Linked DNA regions of Mus musculus: regions 1 and 3 are each linked to region 2. The links are chromatin contacts, called in public HiChIP or PLAC-seq maps. All regions are on one chromosome and are shown on one strand. The core of a region is the stretch at or near the end of the contact, and the rest is flanking DNA. Distances in the headings are between cores, read along the strand shown. Region 1 overlaps Gm33377 (a long non-coding RNA gene). Region 2 has its middle 49 kb from the start of Gm33336. Region 3 overlaps Ube2n (ubiquitin-conjugating enzyme E2N).

Region 1 (3,649 bases), core at 867-3,366, 200 kb before region 2:
AATAGCCCAAGAAGAGTTGTGTCTAAAATAAAGGTAAATGAAATCACCTCTAAAACGTCCACCCAGCTGCTCATTGCTTCTCCCCCACCCCCCACCCCCCTCCGCTGGGGAAATTGCTTGCAGTGGATATTGAGCTTTGAATGCAGAGGAGGCAAAAGCGCACAGTTGCTGATCTGTGAGCATGCCCCCAAACAGCACAGTTGTGGGAAAGCAAATCACAGGGATTCTAGCTACGGAGAGCCCAGAACTAGGACAGACATATTCTCAGCCTCTTACACCCTCAGCCCCTCCGTAAACAATCGAACGGAAGCTAACAATGGACATACCGCCTTGGGGTTAGGAAAGCAAAAGCAGTTTAGCTGACTGGTTCCCCGTCCCCTGCAGGAAATGTGCTCTTTTGTGTATTTTGGGGTTAAAGCAGAGGATTGTGTTAAATGGGGCAACAAATTAAATGTGCATGTCAGGGCTGCAAAGGAAGGAGTCTTGCAGGAAAGTGAACCTGACTCCCATGTCAACGAGCGCGGTAACATCACTGCAGTGTTGTCTGGGGAATGGTTGGAACGATATAGGACCCAGATGGTTCCACCCGAAGGAATCCTGAGCTCTCAGAACTCAGGAATGGAAGAGAGAGGAACTGAGAGAGACAGGGAACAGACTATCTTTGTGGCAGTCAAGGTATTTGCACCTGGAGGTCATAATCAGCCACTGTCCTCTGTTTTGTGGCAGGACCAAGAGGGAGAAGCAGTTGAGGGCAGGGGATGCTGCATGCAGGGGTGGGTGGGTGGGGGCGTGGGGTCTTGACCCTCACAACTGAGCAACTGGTTGAATTTGAGGATCAAGAAAGAAGAGCTGCCGAGGGCCATGGTGTCCAGCTCAAATCCCAGCATGGAGGAGGTGCGGAAGGAATCAGAAATTCAGGGTCATCCTCAACTATATAGGGAGGTCGAGGCTAGCCTGGACCTCATGATACTATTGCAAAAGACAGACAGAAAGAAAGGAAGGAAAAGGGAGGAGGAAAAAGGAAGGTATGAGAAAAAAATGTTACATTTTTGGTAATAACACGAAGCAAGGACTGTAAAAAAAAGGATACTACGCTGTGCATTCAATACTACTGCATTTCTTACTTTTCCTAGTATTTTCCTAGTACTTTGTTTGTTTTTTCGAGACAGGGTTTCTCTGTGTAGCCCTGGCTGTCCTGGAACTCATTCTGTAGACCAGGCTGGCCTCGAACTCAGAAATCCACCTGCCTCTGCCTCCCAAGTGCTCAGATTAAAGGCATGCGCCACCATGCCCAGCTTCCAGTATTTCTGTTATGTACAGCACTCAACATTTTATAACCATGGAAACAGAGGCTTTTATATAGTCTGTTTAGTAAAGGTTAGACGTGAGATCAAGTATATATATATATATATAGGATACACATATACGATATACATATACATCTAGATTTACATATACATATGACCGTCTTGATAGAGCCCAGGCTGGTCTCAAGCCCGTGATTTTTCAGACCTCTGTCTCCCCAGCCCAGGACTGCAGGTATGTGCTCTTTCTTGCCTTGCCTTTCTGGTGAAACGCTGGCAGATGTGTTTCCAAGCAGCAGTACTGAGTTTTGAGTATCAGTAGGACATTTGACTAAAGGTGCCTAGCAGGTCACAGGAAATGAAATCGAGGTTCAGGAAATGATGCAGGTTAGAGGGACAAGTCCAGAGTCATTAGTTAAAAACTGCGAGCTAAACTGTGAGACTACCCTTACTTTGTCTGGATTTGTCTAGTTCAGTTCTGTTGGGTGGATCTCTTTAGGCATGCCAAGTATCAGGAACTTAAAAAAAAAAAAAAAAAAAAAAAAGTAACTGGGTGCAGACGCACACTCCAGTAATCACAGCAGTCAGAGGGGTGGGGCAGGAGGATTACTTTCAGTTCAGTCCAGGGGAATTTGACCCTCTACACTGAGGAATCTTTATCCTTGCTTTGTATCCTCCTCGCCACTGTTAGCTGCTGATTTACCTCAGCCTTGAGTAAGTTGCGCTATCTTCTGATCTCAGTTAGTGGGTGTGTTATCCCCACTGCTCCACACCGCTGCACCACGCACTGTATCGGTTTCTTTCTGTTCCTGAGCTTAGAGGAGGGAAGGTTTTGCTTAAGTGGGTACAAGCCGCCTTGGTGGGGCTGGCACCGGAGTAGGAACCGCAGGAACCAGAAATCAGAAAGCCGCCTTGGTGGGGCTGGCACCGGAGTAGGAACCGCAGGAACCAGAAATCAGAAAGCCAGAGAGATCACATTTCAGGAAACAGAAAGAACAGGAAGTGGCGTCAGGTTAGAAAACCTCAAAGCTTGCCCCCAGTGATCTACTTCCTCTAGCAACACTCTACCTCCTTAAGGTTCCTCCCAAGCAATAACTACAGGGAATCAAATGTCCAAGTACATCGACTGTCTTAGTTACTTTTCTGTTGCTATGACAAAACACCAAGGCCAAGGCTAGCTAATTTATTTATTTATCTTGGCAATTTATTTTTTAAAAAAATTAAAAAAAGAGTTTAATTAGAGGGTTAGAGTTATGATGGACAAGCAAAGGCACGGCAGCAAGTGGCTGGAGCGGCAGCTGAAGCTCACGTCTCTCAATCCACAAGTAGGAGGCAGAGAATGCATTGGGAATGTCAGTAGGTGTTTGAAACCCCAAGCCCAACCACAGTGACACACTTCTTTCAATAAGGCTACATCTACCCATCCTTCCTAAACAGTTCCACCAACTGGGGACTAAACATTCAAATATATGAGTCTCTGTGGGCCATTCTCATTCAAACCACTACGTTTCTGACACATGAAAACTAGGCGCATATTCAAACCACTGCTGTTGTGATTTGTGTTTTTAGAGTTCAGAGAATAAGAGATCAGACCGAAGCTATTGATTATTGTTCTTTTCTTTCAGGGATACGGTCTGACTATGTAGTACTGGCTAGTCTGGAACCAACTCTCACTGGGTAACCCAGGCTAGCCTTGAACCCACACCCATCCTCCTGTCTCGGTTTCTGGAGCTATAGGCGTGTTGCCTGCATGTCTGCTTCATGTATACACGGAGGACACCTATGGAATGAGTTGTTTTCAGAGAGATGACTTTGAATTCCAGTTTATTCAGCATCCTTAACAACAAACAAGTGCATTGTAATAGACTTAATGATTCAGAGGAAAAGGATTTTGTGTGTCTATGAGAAGTTACAGGGGAAAGCAAACAACTGTCAGATAAAGGTCATATTCCTCTCCAAACTGTATTTTTCTTCTTCTTCATTCTGTTCATTTGTTTTTGAGACAGGGTCCCGTGCAGCTCAGGCTGGCCCCATGTGTATTCTGGAGAAGATTTGGCAGATGCTGGGATTGCAGACATGAGCTAGCACACGGTACTTCACAGTGTCTCCGGTCATTAAGCTTTGTTCTCTTTGGTAATGCATATATGCTGGAGGGATAGGAGGCACGGCAGATTTTATTTCTAAAATTCTGTGTCTTGCTTTTGGACAGAGGGAGGTGAGACAGCATCTTTCTGTCTGGCATCTTTCTTTAGCATCTTCAGTGCAACAATCCTTCATATTTTAGGAAGGAACATTCTGGTCGTCCACAGAGCCCTTCAGAGCAGAGTCAGTTCTAGGCTGGATCC
Region 2 (3,676 bases), core at 619-3,118:
ATGCAGACCGAATAACGAGGCCTTGCTTTTAACTGAAAGGAAGAGAAGCTGCTGACTAATGGCTTTGGGTGTCCAGCCGACCTGTCGACCACTTCACCGTTTAACAGTTACGCATGTTCACTACTATGCTTATCCATTGATTTGTTCACTCTTCCTTTTAACATCCATCCATTTTTAGTTTAATTGGCTTATATCTAAAATATAACCATTAGTAATTCATATATATGCATGGACATATATATGATTTAGTGTGTATTTATAGGTGTGTTCACATGTGCTTGCATGCACACACACATACAAATACCAGGAAACAATTTTCTGGGGTCTGTTCTGTCTTTCTACCATGTGAGTCCCAGGGACTGAACTCAGGGCATCAGGCTTAGCAGCAAGCCCCTTTACCCACTGAGCCCTCTCACCTGCCCTCGTCCATCTTCACATCGACACTGACCCCTCATTCCTGAGAGGAAAACTGACAAAATAACTGCTTATTACAACTTCCCTTTGTGTTCCCCGTGTCCCACGTCTTCACCCTATGTCATCTGTTCCTCTTTCTCCCGGCCTGATCTCACCCAGGCAAAAGGAAAATGTGTCCTTTGAAGATTTCCAATCATCAAACACTGTGTGACTTTGTCCATGAGACACCTGGAAACACTACACTGCCTTGGGCATGTAAGTTAAACACTGAGCTGTGCCGTGCTTCTCCAGCTGAAAAGTTAAAGCCACTTGGGACACAAGGCCAAGCACCTTTGCACCTGAGTCTTTGAGGGGACGCTGCCTGGGCTCATGGTGTTCTTTCCGTAACAACTTTAGTAAGTGTAGCTTCCTGTGGACATGGGTACTGCAGCTGGCAAGCCCCTGCTCTGGTCTTCAGCAGGCTTCTCTAAAGACACGAGGTCTCAGGGGAAGATATATATATACATATATGTATGTATGTATATATGTATGTGTATATGTGTATATGTATATATGTATATATACACATGTGTGTATGTGTATATAAAATAACAATTTATATATAAATACTATACATTATTTATAAATTATGTATAGTATTTATATATAAATAATTTATTTTATATGTAAAATATGTTGTCTATTATTTTAATATATAATATACATTTTATATATAAAAATTATACACACACACACACATATATGCTTACCCTTGTCTCTCCCTGATCCCAGACCTACCCCAGCCATTAGCCACAATACCTCAAGATCTGTGCTTCCATCCAGGAAGCATGGGAAGCAATGGGGTCAGGGACAGCATTTATAGGGAGTCTGTGTGATCACTTCAGTTATCAGAAGGAAGTGGTTTGCGTCAACATGTCTTAGTAGCTAGTGTTGGTTTAGACTTTGGAAATCTAACCCCAAGTGGTTTATTTTAGGCATATTTCAGTGTAGCACAGTTTGGTGAGATCTTCCTGGTGATAATTAATTCAATCCCACAAGCTCAGTAAAGCTTAAGATGTGAATGCATCAAGATTCGTTGTAAAGTACATATAACGCCTGTTAAAGCGTGGGCTTTTCTATGCCTGACCTTGCTCTGAATAAATGACACAGAGACCTTTATATTATTTAACAAGCTTCAGGTACTATAGTTGGGCAGAGTTTAAGCTATTCTACCCTGATAATGCTGGTCTTGCCTACTTTCCAGCCATATGGCGCCTTACCTGCCAGTTTTTGGTCTCTCCCTGGCCTTCATTTGTGTCCCAATAGCGACTCACCAGGTCCCACCTGAGATCTTCTCCCCTCCCCACCCCCTCACGGAAGTCCCGCCTCTCCTGCCCAGTTATAAGCTGTTACGCTCTATATTAACCAATCAGAAGGTGATGGAAAGCAATATCTTACAAAATAGCGAATCAGGAAATGCTCCATAATAATGACAGTTCCAAAGTCCAGACAGCCACCAGGTCTCTAGATACTGACATCAGCATTTAATACACCGTGCACAAAAACATCCCACAGACAACTTTCCACAAAGTTCCGCAGAGTGACAACCTCACAGTAAGGGCCGGATCCAGTGTGGTCGCAGCCACACAGACAGCACACAGGTCACCAAGCTCTTAGCCATTTCCAGTCCCAGCCTTCTGGGCAGATTGCAGGCTATCCACTTTTCCCTTTGAAGGGTCAACTCGTATGATGAACATCCAGGTCCCCTAACGCTTGTCGGTGAGCGCAAAGACCTCCGTGCCTCCGACAGGCACCCACCCCGGGAGAGACGGAGGCTGCTCTAACGTGTAACTCTTCACCTTGGCAAAGTCGAGCCTTGCCATTCTCCCAGAATCTAAATATAGGCAGATTGTTAAATGAACCCGAAGCTCTCCACAGCTTCCTTTTGGGTTTTAATTCAGCCATTGGCCAACAACGATCACCTCAAAGGCTAGCCCGCCCCTCTCCCTCTCCAGAGGTCAGAGGAGAGGGTAAGGCTGAAAGTCCAAGTTGTTGCTTCACTTGGCTGTTTCCCTTGGCAACCAGCCTCTGTCTGAAGACTACCCAAGAGGCCCTAAACATCAGAAATCCCGTTAGCATCCAAAAGTCACATCATTTCTGAGAACTGACACGCGGTTTGGTGTAGCTGTATGCCAGGAAGTGGGATACAGACCAAAATATCCATATTTTTTTTTCTACTATGTCAAATCTGCTCACATTCTAAAAAGCCGTAACGATGTCATTTCCAAAGGAGGGGCCGTCCTTCTACACACAACTCCCCTCACGGCGATTGCAAGTTCTTACTATCTATTTTTAAATATCTGTGCACAGAAAAGGAAACAAAATACGAGAAGCACTTCACAGATCCAGACGCGCTTGTCTGGGTTTGGGTCGCTTAGCTGTTTTGGAAAGCTGTTCCCACAGCCCTGAGCAGTAACAGCCAATTGTATAGTTGCCCACAGCAACCCCAAAAGGTTAGGACCATAGCCTCGCTGAGAAGGAGCCGGGACTTATGCCCAAAGTAGAAACATTAAATAGGAGGAGGGTCCTGAAGGAATATTTTGGTCATTGCCAAAGAAATAAAAAGGATGACCTCTCCCCACATACACACTGAAAATTAGATTAAACCAGATGAGAACAGTAGATGTGTTCCCCAGGGCCAAGAAGAGAGAATGTCCTTGGTGGTTAGGGCATGAAGGCTAAGGAATCTGCAAGGGAGATGGGTTGTCTATTGGCCTTCCTTTGGGGTGTGTGGGACAATTTTAGAGTATTGAAAGCTACTTCGTGTATCTGGCCTCCTTTAGCGAGCAATCAAATGTCACCAATCCTTGCTACAATCTTTCTTCCTGTGGTTTCCACTCACCCTGGCCCCAAAATTGTACATAAAAAAAGAAAAAAAAAACCTGCTGAAATAAATGATTCGTACGTTTTCAATAATTTCTATATAGCACGTTGGCATGTGTTCTATTTTACAATGAAATGGTTTAAATAGTAATAATTCGCCAGAGCATATTCCCCAGGGTGAGTTGCACAGTCTGTCAGGGCAGGGGAGGCTAGAGGAGTTGGTCGCAGTATGAGCAGTGTGACTTCTCACATCACGGGGGACCTGAAAGTGGGGTACTAGACCAGAGGCAGGGGTGGATTTAACCCTCAAAGGCCTTCCCTACTTCAGCCAGCCAGGCCATCCACTGAAGACTCGTGGCCTCCAGAATGCTGTCAGCAATCTCATTCCATAGCCATCTGC
Region 3 (3,578 bases), core at 603-3,102, 140 kb after region 2:
CTGAGATGGTTGCATTCGAACTGTTGTAAGAATTGTAAGAATCTTGACTTTTTTACGTTTGGAAACATCAAATAAAAATGGAAACAACCTCTGTATGTTTATTTTTAGTTTAAGAAGAGCCTGTTTTCATCTTTCAGGTACATGCTTTTACAGGGGGCTAGAGAAATGGCTTAAGAGTGTTTGCTCTTCTTTGAAATGATCTGACATTGGTTCCAGCACCCACAGAGGTTCACAGCATCACACACACAGGTTTCAGAGCTATGCCTTTGCTGTATAGAATCTGTTCCCTCAGCTAGATTTATATCATGTGCAGCCATTCTATACTTCCATGTGGCATTCTACAGTAAAACTCACATCAGACTTCATACACACACACACAGCTCTTGTGCACTTCGACTAACTTGGATTGGTGGCTTAACGCCATGAAGTTTCCTAATAGGTTAATAACCAAAACTAGAAAAATAACAGGACATTCCTTACTATAATTTCCACTCAAACATGTAAAAGAACTAGAAGTTTCAGAGCAGTGATTAAATGCAGTAGTTTGGGCTGGGTAAGTAGTAATAACACATGCCTTTAAGCTCTGGGAGACAAGGAGAGCAGCACTGCTATGCTAATCAATCACAGGTTCAAAGCCAGCCTGGTCTCTATTGGTCTCAATTTCCAAGTCTGAAGCCAGGCATAGTTAGCAGGGGCAGGAAGATCTCAGTTCAAGGTCAGCCTGGGCTATAGAGAAATTCCAGGGCAGCCAGGACTACAGAGAAAAACCAGGATTTTCTGTCACACTGGATAGAATAACCAGCTGCCTCACTATCTGTTTATGCATAGCATCTAAGTCTTCCATGTATAGCTTTTTTGTTCTATAGTTTGTAAAAATTTTATTGAAGTCGGGTGTGGTGGTGCACGCCCAGCACTTGGGAGGCAGAGGCAAGGGGATTTCTGAGTTCCAGGCCAGCCAGAGATACACAGAAACAAAGATCTTCCAAAATCAAGCTTTATCATGAGGTGAATTGCCGTTTCCTAACACCCATACATCGGCTTACAAACTAGTCTGAGGTTAGTGCCACAAACATGGTGCTCATATAGACAAAACACCCTGTGCCTTCCCTAAAAGCCCCAGCTGTCCTGGTACTAAAGTATTCTGTGCTGGCCTTGAGCTGATTACTTAGCCTTTAATACTGGGATTTAAAGTCATTTTGCCCCCTAACCCAGCTTCTCCCTGGTTTTTAATACCTTCCTGGACGATTCCAGCTAAGATAGATGACTATCATCTTGGAGGTACTTGCCTAACTCACACAAGAAAAGGTTCAATCCCTAGTAACAGAAGTGTGTAGAGGGAAAGGCTAACCCTGAGAGCAAAGATGCCCAGCCTTAGTGATAATGAAATGAGTGTGGAGGTGAGTGAGCAGTGCAGGAAACAGACCAGTCAAATCATCACATCCAATCGGTATACGTTTTTATTGTTTATACTTCTTTGAAATTACATTCAACATGTTTTCCTTTTACTTAAAATATAAACCCTGATATAGCTCCTTAAAAGGCGGCATGCTTCATAGCTAAATGAAATGTTGCTCCCAGCCCCAGAATACATTCCAATGAAATATTACATATTTCTTACGGAATAGTGGGTTAGGTACCCAATTTCTCATCTCACTTCGTAATTTGTATGTGGATAGCTCTCCTATGTAGTCCTAAAACTTCCGATTCTGCAGTAATAAAAACTGATGTTATTACATTAGTCAAGAGAACAATACCTAAACCACCAGGGAAACAAAGCCAACCAACTGTCCACATGACACCACTGAGGTCTACTTGGCTGACTGGGAGCACTCTTACAGAACACCAGATGGTCTTCCCCACCCTCCGGAGAAATGCTGAGCACAGCACCCCTGTGGTTTGAATATATCGATTTACACTGAACTTTATCTTACAAGTACATTCCTGGTCTAGTGTGAGTATTCAGTATTATATACAGAATGCCTATGATCTGAGTGAACCAAGGCTAACTAATCTCACAGTAGAAGTGAATCACAGCAAAATAGACAACAAAAGAGAACAAAAACTTCAAACCACAAAGCCCACATTTATACTCTAGGGCTTCAGAACTGACTTCAAGATGCCAATTTGGAAGAAGTTGGTTTTCTTCTCTCTCTGAGCTCTGCATGTGCAGATTTCTGGAGGTTGGAGGCGTTTGTCTGATTTGAGTCCAGAAGATTAGCCTTTCCAAGAGGAGCTGCAACTATTGTGTTGTTCCCACGCCTATGCTGTCCCTTCAAAGGAAAGGCCCAAACTATTCATTCACATCTACATCCTCAAACCAGCAAGCAGCAGGCAAATGTTAATATGCTTTTGTTAAGTGAATGTCTTTCTTTTGCTGGGGCTACAAAGTCAAAACTTTGTAAGAAAACAGAACCACACATACAGAAACAGGTAGGCTGGGAATGATTCCGACCTACTTTAAACAGAAAAAGAGAATGGCATGTCATCCAGTGGTAACTGCTACTCAGCTCCTGCCAGGAGATGTCCACACAATGATCATCAGTCTAATTAGTGCTACGTCTTATTCACTATCCCGAGTTTCTGCAATACTATCATTTAACAGCTCTGAACCAACCATTTTCCTGGCCAACGAAAACAGGTCCATAAGCCAGGTGTAGTTACCAGAGTTCAACCTCCACCTCAACCTGTTGTTTCTTTTCAGCCCAGGCATAAGTAACAATTCTTGCTTCTTCCAACTGGCTAAGAGAGCAAATTTCAAACAATGGGACTCATCAAAACCTTCAAAGAAAATGTGATGCCAGGAAATTAGGAGTCCTAATGTAAACTGGGAAAACTGAAACCTCTGCCCACCAGGCCACTGTGGGTAATGTGTAAGGCATCAGCTATGACTAGGAGCAGCTCTGGCTTTCAGGATGGAATGCTGAGTGGTGAATGGTTAACTTCAAGTCCTGTCAAGTCTGCTTTTTTAAAGTGAGAACTGTCTTAGCCATGGACAAAGATGTACTCAGGCCAAGAATTGTAACAACTGCTGTTAGAGAGTTTAAAATTTCACAGTATCAGGTAGGGCCATTAGCAATTTTATTCTAAACTTTACATTTGTTAACAAAATGCATTTATTTGGAAGGATCCAGTTATCAGTTGTCAAAAGCTCTTATATGTTGAAAATATAATTTTAATAGATAATTCTATTAAATTCTATTCTAACACAATAAAATAGTCTGCATTCAAAAGAGAAAAAAAACTTAAGTTATGAAGAAATCCATAACCTTGCATGAAGATTATGGAGATGAAGATTTCTGACCATAAGGTTAGCATTTACATGTATACGACTTTAAAATAGCAAGAATCAGAAATTCCATGTAGAAAATGTGGAAAGGGATTGTTTTACACAGGAAAAAAAACAACTACTAAGAGCAAATTAAAGGATAAAAGGAATAGCTGGGCACAGTGGCCTTTGATCCTAGAAGAGGCAGCCAGATCTCTGGGTTGAAGGCCAGCCTGGTCTGTAATAGTGAGTTCCAGGACAGCCAGGGCTACATAGCAAATGCACAGGAACTGAAGAGCCAATGACACCACTT

Evidence for each region. HiChIP or PLAC-seq counts read pairs in DNA pulled down with a chosen protein or histone mark.
Region 1: an H3K27ac HiChIP or PLAC-seq map of embryonic stem cells shows a contact between it and region 2, with 2.7 times the contacts expected there. The contact joins two enhancer-like sites. A contact is called at or near these places in 1 of 39 promoter capture datasets (the 3T3-L1 cell line), 1 of 15 datasets of contacts at CTCF or cohesin (the NIH/3T3 cell line), 10 of 484 Hi-C or Micro-C datasets (the AML12 cell line, Sertoli cells, bone marrow-derived macrophages and 4 more), 11 of 115 datasets of contacts at active chromatin or transcription factors (bone marrow-derived macrophages, embryonic fibroblasts, embryonic stem cells and 3 more) and 3 of 9 other capture datasets (adipose tissue, embryonic stem cells and liver).
Region 3: an H3K27ac HiChIP or PLAC-seq map of embryonic stem cells shows a contact between it and region 2, with 5 read pairs. The contact joins two enhancer-like sites. A contact is called at or near these places in 17 of 39 promoter capture datasets (the HPC-7 cell line, the SN4741 cell line, cranial neural crest and 11 more), 47 of 484 Hi-C or Micro-C datasets (the 63-12 cell line, the AML12 cell line, the BV-2 cell line and 23 more), 14 of 115 datasets of contacts at active chromatin or transcription factors (embryonic stem cells, fetal liver, hepatocytes and 4 more) and 4 of 9 other capture datasets (adipose tissue, embryonic stem cells, liver and 1 more).

What each region holds. Positions count from the first base shown.
Region 1 is chr10:95,878,793-95,882,441 of GRCm38.p6, reverse strand. All of the region lies in intron 3 of Gm33377 (a long non-coding RNA gene), which reads right to left. Among named protein-coding and RNA genes, the nearest start is that of Gm24433, 18 kb to the left of the region's middle. Within about 2 kb of position 2,116, at least 88 of the 459 cell types and tissues checked have an H3K27ac peak or open chromatin away from gene starts, as enhancers often do. A contact at or near this core is called in embryonic stem cells, where this site is marked.
Region 2 is chr10:95,679,368-95,683,043 of GRCm38.p6, reverse strand. No RefSeq gene overlaps it. Among named protein-coding and RNA genes, the nearest start is that of Gm33336, 49 kb to the right of the region's middle. Within about 2 kb of position 1,868, at least 89 of the 459 cell types and tissues checked have an H3K27ac peak or open chromatin away from gene starts, as enhancers often do. A contact at or near this core is called in embryonic stem cells and granulosa cells, where this site is marked.
Region 3 is chr10:95,543,520-95,547,097 of GRCm38.p6, reverse strand. It overlaps Ube2n (ubiquitin-conjugating enzyme E2N), which reads right to left. Exons shown (of 4, transcript NM_080560.3): 4 at 1,440-3,578. Nudt4 (nudix (nucleoside diphosphate linked moiety X)-type motif 4) reads left to right here. Exons shown (of 5, transcript NM_027722.5): 5 at 1-91. Among named protein-coding and RNA genes, the nearest start is that of Mir3058, 14 kb to the left of the region's middle. Within about 2 kb of position 1,852, at least 36 of the 459 cell types and tissues checked have an H3K27ac peak or open chromatin away from gene starts, as enhancers often do. A contact at or near this core is called in embryonic stem cells and granulosa cells, where this site is marked.